2 separate regions of the Rattus norvegicus genome follow, and region 1 is linked to region 2. Evidence: chromatin contacts called from public HiChIP or PLAC-seq data. All regions are on one chromosome and are shown on one strand. Each heading gives the region's core, a stretch centred on a gene start, on an enhancer-like site or on the middle of the called end of the contact. The rest is flanking DNA. Distances are from core to core; before and after follow the strand shown. Region 1 overlaps Tamm41 (TAM41 mitochondrial translocator assembly and maintenance homolog). Region 2 overlaps Atg7 (autophagy related 7).

The links. HiChIP or PLAC-seq counts read pairs in DNA pulled down with a chosen protein or histone mark.
Region 1: a contact with region 2 is called in an H3K27ac HiChIP or PLAC-seq map of oligodendrocytes, with 12 times the contacts expected there. The contact joins two enhancer-like sites. A contact is called at or near these places in 3 of 12 Hi-C or Micro-C datasets (the A7r5 cell line, the Rat2 cell line and mammary epithelial cells) and 1 of 1 datasets of contacts at active chromatin or transcription factors (oligodendrocytes).

Annotation. Positions count from the first base shown.
Region 1 is chr4:149,762,672-149,767,510 of GRCr8, reverse strand. It overlaps Tamm41 (TAM41 mitochondrial translocator assembly and maintenance homolog), which reads left to right. Exons shown (of 8, transcript NM_001108642.1): 4 at 4,733-4,839. Among named protein-coding and RNA genes, the nearest start is that of Tamm41, 11 kb to the left of the region's middle. Within about 2 kb of position 1,785, at least 28 of the 93 cell types and tissues checked have an H3K27ac peak or open chromatin away from gene starts, as enhancers often do.
Region 2 is chr4:149,457,251-149,462,428 of GRCr8, reverse strand. Atg7 (autophagy related 7) reads right to left here. Exons shown (of 18, transcript NM_001012097.1): 15 at 3,205-3,280. Among named protein-coding and RNA genes, the nearest start is that of Atg7, 40 kb to the right of the region's middle. Within about 2 kb of position 2,893, at least 25 of the 93 cell types and tissues checked have an H3K27ac peak or open chromatin away from gene starts, as enhancers often do.

The sequences.
Region 1 (4,839 bases), core at 536-3,035, 310 kb before region 2:
ATTATGCACATATGGTATGTGTTCCTAATGGATGTAAAACTTACTCATACATTAAAAATAAATAAGTATTTTGAAGTAAATCATTGATAATGGTACTCAAGCACCCTCTCCTCCCTCCCTTGGCTCTCACTCCTTCCTGTGGGAATAAATCTGCCTACCTCTCTTCCCATTAGCATCCACAGTCAAACTTTTCACCTGTAGGTGGCAGCAAACACTTGTGACACTTGAACAGAGGCGGCATCTTCTACAAGAAAAGTGAGCAAGTGTCTTAAAAAAGAATTCTGAAATATGTGAACCCCTTGTCTTTGTTTTAAAAGACATCATGTTGTCAGATCACATCAGCTAAAGCTTCTAGAGTGTCTGCGGCTTACAAATTGAAAGGGGATTTCTCACCCACTATCAAGTGTTCAAAAGAAATATGAAGGATTTGGAAACATGAACATTTCTAGAAAGAGTTGGCTATAAATTAAACTTCTATTACACTTTTGCTTGGCATGGTGGTGCATGCCCTTAACCCACTTCTCAGGAGGTGGGGGCAGGTGGATCTCTGAGTTCTAGGACAGCCAAGTCTACATAGTAAGACCCTGTTTCATAAAAAAACAAAAAAATAAATAAATAAAAAATTTTATATTATATTTTCCTGTCATGGTTGAAAAAGATACCTATTTTTATTTCCTGGACAGCTTTAAGTTTCTAAGTCTCAGTCTCTGTCTCTCTCTTTCTCTCTCTCTCTCTCTCTCTCTCTCTCTCTCTCTCTGTGTGTGTGTGTGTGTGTGTGTGTGTGTGTGTGTGTGTGTGTGTGTGTGTACACCCATGCATAGTACAGGGCATGGAACCCAGAAAGCTAACATTGAGCTAAATCACAAACCCTACAACAGATATTTTTCCAGAATCATGGAATTTGAAGTATTTAATGGAGCTAGGCATGGAAGTACAAGCTTTTAATCCCAGCTCTCAGGATTCAGGTAGAACTCTGAATTCTGGGCTAGCCTAGTCTACCTAGCATTTAAGCCAGCCAGGGAGGGTTAAACAATGAGCATTCTCCTAAAAAATATAAAGTAACTAAAATGACATTTTTATTTAGAAAAAATCGACGTGCTATATGATTCATCTGTGTAAAGCATAAAACTGTTTTTTTTTTTTTCAAGTATGTTCACCCTTAGGTGATTTTGCCATGCTGTAACTTTATTAATATTCGGAGGACAGAAAAGTCCCAATGAACTAGGAATTGGGAGACTGGTTACAAGTTTTGGCTCTGCACGACTGTGAGCCAGCTTTTGGGCACTTCGCCTTTGAAATGCAAAGATTGAGCAGCTCATTTAATGACTCAGAAGGCAGCCAAGTTTCCTCTCTGTATGCTGAAGGAATAAAAATGAAGATCCCCACATCAGTTGTCCTAAAAGCCCGCAGTCCAGCAGGTAGACCAGGCTCCAGCCCTTGTGGCTCCCAGCAGCGACAGCTTAGAGCAGTCCCTGCCTTGGTGTTGAGATGGGAATGTTCAGGTGGGAGCTGAGTGTCACAGGACCATGCAGGTCTGGGTTCCTTGAGACTAAAAGTTCACTCTGCACTTCAGGCAGTCTCTGCTGTCACTATGTTACACTGGAGTCCCTCATGTAACTCCTTTTCCTGGCTTGAACGGTACTCACAAATCTCCCCTTTGAAAGACCCTTCAAGCATCGCCCTTCCTCTGTGCAGTTGGATTGCCAATGCTGTGTGTGCAGCCCAGATCGGCGTTCCCAGTAGGTACAAATAGCTATTCACGAGCGTGAGGACTCTCTCCTTTTCCCAGGCCTCTCTGGCGGGGCCCCAACCACTCACTGCTTTTCACTCTGAGCAACAAATAGCAATGCTACGGAGATGAGGTCCTGGTTCACCTTTCGCCGGAGAACCAGATCCGCACATTTTCCCCTTGAGTAAGGATGCTTTTATTCTCACTCGCCTAACCTCAAATAGCAAGCAGGCTGCTCTCCGACAGCGCAAGCAGAGCGGCCTTCTCGGAGAACAAGTGGTATTTTGTTAACCAAGAAAGGACGCCCAGGGTTCCTCGCCTCTTTGCAGGTTTGAGCTATTCACATCCCAAAATAGCTCCTCTGTAAAAGCCACAGAAATGTACACAAAGGAGGTGCGACACTATTAAGAAGGATCTGGGAGAGGGGCTGGAGAGATGGCTCAGAGGTTAAGAGCACTGACTGCGAGAATGGAAATATGGATGTTGAGAGGCATCGTGGGACAAGTCAGGAGCTCACTGGACCTGGGCTGTTGGCTCATGTTCTCTTCTAGGATCCGGGATTTCGTGTGGAATACAAGGTCTGAGAGAGCTAGGGGAAAAGGCTGGTGAGATGGCTCAGTGAATAATGAACACGTTTGATTCCTGGAACCTACGTAGTGAAAGGGAGAGAACATACTTCCTCAAGTTGTCCTCTGATCTCCACATATGCACTGTGGCATGTGTACACACACACACACACACACACACACACACACACACACACACACACACACACAGAGCTAGGGAATGGTGATAGGAGTTATTTTAGAACCTTAAAATGGAGGCTTGGAGGGTATAACTAAGGGACAAGGTGCCTGGATGGGGAAGACTTGCGTTTGATCCATCCTTAGTCCTATCAAGATGAGAAGTGCTTCCCTGACTGAACCCATGAGGAAAAGTCCAGACGCAATGGGACTTGGTTTCCTAGCATAGGCTTCACCCTCAGTTTTGCTGATCTTCATCACTCAGCCTTGGGCTGTCCTACACTGTTGTTTCCTTTTACTCCATGAATGCAATAATACTAAACTCATTGAATGGCCTAATTATGGACTATTATGTTCTCACCGTGGGGGCGGAAGAGGTCTGTTAAATCAAATGGCTTTGCCTCACCTGCGGTGTATGAGGGTACGTTATAAATAGTCCCACTATTTATAAGAGGTAGCACATTCCTGTAACCTCAGCACTTAAGGGACAGCGGGGGCATACCACCACAAGTTCAAGGCTAGCCCAGGCTCCAAGACCATATTCTCAATATTAAAGAGTCAAGTATGGTGCCACCTGCCTTTAAGCTAGTCCACAGGAGGCAGAGGATCTCTGAGTTTGAAGCCACCCTGGTCTACATAGCAAGTTCCAGGCCAGCCAAGGTTACACAGTGAGACCCTGTCTTTAAGGTAGATGGTTTGGCTTATATTCAGGGCTCTCCTAGGCCCACTTAAGCAGAACATGAAGATAAACTGCCATTAATGCTGTGGGGAGAAAAAAACCTAAAGAGGTAAAACCAGAGAAGGCCCTGCTCTGCACAAGAAACCCAGAGGCTGGAGTCGGCCAGCAGATGTGTCGATTCCAGTTAGGGCCATCTTACCACTAAGTATTATCCTGTTATCATGGAGTTGGGAAGTGATGAAGCTGGGGACTTAAAAGATCCTGTTAACCTCTTATCCATGGTGCAGACCTGGAAACCGTGCGTCTCAGAGCAGACTGCGTGCCGTGTGGCATCGCTTGAAGTCAGAGAGTAGCTCCTGCTGCATCAGAAGGAAAAGGCCCTTTCATTAAGCAAGCGCAGTGGTCTGTGGACTTGATCATACTAACCTTTGGGACAGCTCTTGGGATGGATTTGGATCTGGACTTGGCCTCCTGAGAACTCAGTGATTGGCCCCAGTCACTCCAGACAGTTTCAAAACCTGGTCTCATCAGTATCTCCCTTTATTGTGTCCATGTGCATGTCAGCCTGTGGCGGCCAGAAGAGGGAGTCAGACCTCTTGGAGCTAGAGTTACAGCAACTGCGAGCTGCCTGGAATGGGTGGTAGGATTGAATCCAGGACCTCCGAAGAACAGCAAGTGTTCTAAACTTCTGAACTATCTCTCAGGCCTGTGGTTGTTCCTTTATAGCTGATTTTTGTTTCTCTTTACTTAGTCAAGTATAAGTCTATGTGTCTAACAATAGTAAAATGGACATGAACTACCCAGGTTACGTAAGGTCCAAAAGAGAGTAAATTCTTTTTTTTTTTTTTCCTTTTCTATTTTCCGGAGCTGGGGACCGAACCCAGGGCTTTACGCTTGCTAGGCAAGCGCTCTACCGCTGAGCTAATTCCCCAACCCCAAGAGAGTAAATTCTAAATAGTAAAACACCCTCTTCTGCTCTCACAGTCGGTAAAAGAACAATGAAGTGATAAAAGGTTGAAGTGTAATTCTCCCAGGTCATTTGTTCCTTTCCAGAGCCTATGGTGAGTTTCCTTAAAAAAATATATGTGTGTGTGTGTGTGTGTGTGTGTGTGTGTGTGTGTGTATAAAGTGTATGTATTGGGGGATCTGCGATTAAGAGCTCTGGCTGTTCAGGGACCTGGGTTCTATTCCCAGCAACCATTTGGGGTCTCGGAAACTACTGTAGCTCCAGTCCAAGGGCATCAGACAACCTCTTGGCGTCTGCAGGCCCAGCATTCATGTGCTGCATGAGCTTACATGCAGGCAAAACACTCATGCACATGAAACAGTTTATTTATTTATTTTGTTTGAAACAACTTTTTTAAATAAGAACATTAATTTCGTTTCCCTCACAATGATTTTGTTTCCGTGTCACAATTTCTCTGACTTTGACATTCAGCAGGAGACGCTGGGGTCTCTCGTTAGAGTCATAATGGCTTCGTGTCACTGGGCTTATCATTGATGGTCGGCAGAACGGGACAGTGAGTGAGTGAGCACTGCCTGCTTCTGCAATGCTGCTTCCTAATGGTCTGCTTTTTCCAGGTGAAGATTGTATCGATGAATGAGAGCACAGTTCTTAGAGCTGCCCTGGATAAAAACCTGAAGAGTGCGGTGACCACCGCCTGCCTCATGCTACCCGAAAGCTTCTC
Region 2 (5,178 bases), core at 1,644-4,143:
ACCAGATTCCAAGGCTCCATGGTGAGGCTCGTGTAACTGGCCAAATCCTCTAAGAGTCAGTCTCCTGTCTCTTCCTCCCAAGTGCTAGTGCCGAGGTCACAGTTGAGCTGCCATGCTCACCCTGCACTTATATGGAAGCTGGGAATATGAAGTATGGTCCTGGGGCTTGTGTGACAGTGCTTTATCCACTGAGTCACCCCCCCCCACCCCCACATTTGAGTCAGGGTCTTACTATGTGCTCCAGAGAACCTGAACTCTCCACTCGCCTGTCCCCACCTCCAACTGTTAGGACTACAAGCTGTGCCATCATGTCTAGTTATCATTGTCTTCATAAAAGATCCAGGTTGGTGGGATATTAATTCATTGCTGAGAACTACAATGAAAAACTTGTCTGCCAAAGCCCCCCGACCAAAGGGCACACACTACAGAAATCCATTTTTCAAAGTGTGACAAAAGTTTCTGTGAGTCGGGAAAAAGCTCACTTTTCTGTTGGAAGGGGCATCTGGAGAAGCAGATGAACACACGTGTGTGTGTGTGTGTGTGTGTGTGTGTGTGTGTGTGTGTGTGTGTGTTCACTTTGTGAGTGCCTGGATCATTCACTTGGTGATTTGGATCATTATCTGTATGTGGTTTATGCATCAACATAATACTTTTTTTTTAAGAAAAAAACCCCACTCTCTTCATATACAAAGAGGTTTTACTTGTTGTCTGCCTGCAGCATCTATCCCTGTGGGTTGGGCCAGAGACTTAAAAAAAATAAATAAATGTAAGAAGAGACTGCTTCCTCACAGCTAGTGGTTTTTCACGGTTTTCACGTCTCGCGCCAGGTTTCTTCAGCTATAACATTCAGTTGATTTCAATTGGGGACTAATCACGGTTCTCACTGTCCCTAGACAATATGTGAACGGGGCCAATTTGCCTGTGCACTCATACAGAGGGACAGAGCAAGCCAGTGGCTTCCCAGGTCCCACTCACAGGACAGCAAAGAAGTCAAGGAATGTTTTCCGCCATTACACAGTGGTGTTGGGGGTGTTGGGGGTGGGGTGAGGGCTTTCAGGCATTGCACTCCTCAGGGACAGAGTAATAAGCACACTCCTTGGGGCACTGAGAAAATGAGCCAGAACTTTGCAGGTCATTTACAAGCAAAATACACAAAGGGACTTAGCCAGCCCCCCTCCAACAGGAAACCATTTGTCTCTGGAGGAGGGAGAGGAGAGGAAGAGAAGGAGGGGGTGGAGGAGGGAAAGGAGGGAAAAAAGGGGGAGGAGGAAGAAGGATGCTGAATCCGCCACAGGCCCAGCTCTGTGGAGATGACACTCCCTAATCAAAGCACAGTTGCATAAATAGTCCCCTCCACTTGAGAGAAAGAAAAAAAAATATTTGTTTAAATGGGGACCGAACAACTCTGATTAATTCTGAAGTTCTTTCTCTTCTTTCCTTTTTAGAATGTTGCTAAAAATAAAGGCTTAAAACTTGAAATAAGCAACACACACACACACACACACACACACACACACACACACACACACACACACACTTTTACCATATACGGTGGCATTATTCTTCAGCCTTTGAAAAGGTCAAATGAAGAGATGGCCAACAACCAAAAGAACCCTGCAGACACCTGCAGAAGACAGATAGCTGGAGAGCTTGGTGAGTGACAGCGATGGCCGCTGGCTGGGGATGAATGCCTATGGAGGGATGAGGTGGCACAGCACTGGGAAACCGGCATGTGCCTGACACAGCCACCTACAACCACCTGTCTAGGGAGGGTGTTTTGTCCCCTGGCCTCAGCACTAAGAAAGCAACAGTGGCCGCAATTTAACTTAAAGGAAGAAGCCAGTGCAGGGGCATGACGGAAATTTTAACTGAGGCCCTCCTCAGCATGAAGTCTGTGAGGGAGATGAGGAGAAGGAAGAACAGGGCAGGAGAAGAGGCAGGATGACCTGGAGAAGATGTGAGAGTAGCCCAGGTCAGCCTGAAGGTCAGCAGCCCTGTGTGGTGGGGGAGGGGTGGCTGCCACATTGCCAGGGTCTGCTGGGAGTGTGTCTGAGGACAAAGACTGACATGTTTAGGTCATACAAATGACACACTTGGGAGATACTGGGGGGAGCCACCTTTCCTGGGGTTCTGTAGTTTCCAAAGCTGAGGCAGAGTTACTCCTGGACCCAAGCACTTACTTTCCTGACATAAACAGGTTAAGAGGCAGCAGGTATAAGACAGGAGAGAGGTGCCACCATGCAACCTTGGGCTCTCCAGCCACAGAAGCTCTGGGAGAACACCAGTCATGGGGCAAAGCCTGGGCTTGGACCACAGCTTCACTAACTCCACGATGGCGGGCTAACCTTTTCTTCTGCAGATACCTCCTTGCTGGAAAGCCCCAGGCACAGGGGCTGGGTGACTACACAGTGGCTTGATATGCATGATGCCCTGGGTTTCATGCCAGCATCAAACAAATACACTGGTCAGGCGGGGTCTGCAGTGAAGGGACCCCTCCCAGCTGTGAAATGCATGGGACCATGGAGAACAAACAGCTCCCCAAATGTGACACTAAAGCTGCCTGTGTTTCCCCAAAAGGCAGCAAGCAGACTGAGAGACCAGGACCTGTGGGCCTCATCCCATCTTCCCAGCATCTTTCATTTCAGCCTCAGGCATGGATCCTGCAAGCTGTGGTGGGAAAAGGCCCTGCTTCTGGGTGACATGGCTAACGGTCTGCCCATGCTTGTCCAGAAAGGCTTCCTGCCCAGGTAGAGCACTGGACACTGAAGGCTAGTCAGCTTATTCATACTGTGGGCTGCTGGGCTGGCATTTACCATCCTGGTCTCCATGCCTACCAGGGAGCTCAGTGTGATTTGCAAACAGGAAAACAAGCCCTGAGAAGTTCTGAGACTGGGCCAGGGAAGGCCATAAATAGCAGGGCTGAGACTGAAGCTGGCTGAACCATGCATGGCAGTCCCAAGGCCTGACCCTTCCTTTTCTACTGCATGGCAGAGTCTAGTCAGCAGCTTCAATACTTCAAAGTGAGGTAGTGCCACTGGTTCATTTCTTCCCAGCAGTATCCCCAGAAAAGAACGCTCTGCAGGTCATTAAGGCCCCTCTGAGGTCCCCGTTGCAGGAGTTGTGCTGAAGGAAGAGTGTGGCGGTCTCACCTTCACCTCTACTAGAGGATGGGGCAGGACCACACTTCATTTCCAAATCACTCACCTGGTGAGGTACAAGCCCCAGCGAGGTGGGAGGCTCATTCATGCGGTCATCACTGCTGCTGGCGATGGCGTAGCCCCTGCAAGAGGGAAGGAAGCAGAAGGGCTCTTAGCTCCTTCATGCTCATGGTGATCACAGGAAAGAACATTTCAGGACACTGGAAAGAGTTAGGAGAGCCAATGCCCCTTTGCTGGCTTCATAAGCTCACAGGAAACTCATTTCCAGGGGAGAGAGGGAGGGAAGGGGTTAGTTTTTAAATGGGCACCATAGAGCGGGAAGGATGAGAGCGAGCTTGTGAACACTGCCAAGTGGCAAACTCTCCTCTGTGCTTTGGGTCCAGCAGCTGTGAAACCGGAGGGAGGAAGCTGCACGAGACATTAGGGGCATGTGAGAGGAACTGCCAAATGCAAGGCTCACCTGCCTCCCTCTCCCTCCCTCCCTCCCCCCTCCTCTCTCTTTCCAACTACTTCCTCTCACATGCTTCCACTACACTGTGAAGGGTAGCCTTAACTCCTGACTTGGGCTATCCTCCAGCTCAGCCTTCCAGCAGCTGGGAGTGGGTTGTGTATCCCCACACCCTCCTCTAACTTGCTAAACTTATCTAAATGCCATAAAAAAATGGAGGAAGGAGATATAAAAGGAACGAACTGGGTGGGAAGAGTATCGGCTCTTCCCCAGAGAGGGTCAATGTTCATTTATGTCCCAGAAGAACTGTTTTTAACCTGTTACAAAGACAAAGAAGGCAGGGATTTGGGATCAAGGTGTAGCTTTTACTTCCTACTAGAGATAATAAGAAACTTGGATGGCAGGGGAGGTGAAGGCCGGGGAGGACATAGCTGTTTATCCACTTTCATGCCTTCTCTACTAGCCACTGAGGCCCTCTGAGTCACATGACAAACAGATCACTGCTGTGGCTTTCTGCCAGTGCCTTTCTTGGAATTCAATTTGGATGAGAAATAAGTCTTTTCTAAATTTGATTCTCTGTCTCCACTACCAATGGCACATACAGCAGAGCTCTCCAGAGCAGGGGAGTGACACTGGGGGAGCCAAGCCTGGCTGCCATTCACCAGCCATGAGTCTTAGACACCACGCCCAGCTCCCCGCCAGAGATGGGACGAATGCGCCAGTGCATGAACTTGTAACGATGGCACTGGACAGATTAAGGACCACAGCGAGTGTGTGCTATGTGAGTCCATAGCAAGTCTATAATACATAGGCAGTCTCTGCCCAAAAAAACAATAAAATCACAAATGCCAGTTAAACAAGTCGACAGTTCTAACGGACTTGGAGCAGGGCCTTGCACAAACTTTTCAGAAATGAACCACAGTATCTACAGTCCAGTCAGGTGTGGGCATCTGTTTGCTCTCAGGCCAAATTCACAACTTCAGTGGAGAGCTCTGTGGAATAAGATTATATATGCAAAGTTTAAAGCTGAAATGTGACAGTGACACTGAAAACTGTGATGGATTTAACCTCTCCCAGGCACAAAGAAGAAAGAATCGACTTGATAAGGATGAGCCAACAGAAAGCAAGGGAAGACAGAGAGAACGACGAGGAGGCAGGGGACCCACACGAGGGACAGAGGGGACCAGACAGTACAGCTGTGGGCCTTAGAAAAAGCATGGAGGACAAGAGAATTGGGCAGAGTGACTGGCACTCTAGGGACAGGCAGAGAATGCGCACTGCAGATGGCACTCCCACACCAGAGATGCCAGTTGCTGCCAGACGATGCAGAAGGCTGAGCTAGAATGAAGTAGAGGAGGGAGATTGCCCCAAAGCCACTAGGGGAAGGAGGAGGGGAAGAGAAGGAGGAGGAGAAAGAGGAAAAAGAGGAGGAGGAGGAGGAAAGAATATGCTAGTATTGAATTCCACCAAACATGAGAAACCTTCTTAAACACAAAGACCTTTGCAGACAAACAAAACTAAAACGCTTAGGGAAATTCTGCAGGCAGAAGAAAATGCCTCAGGGCCACAGGT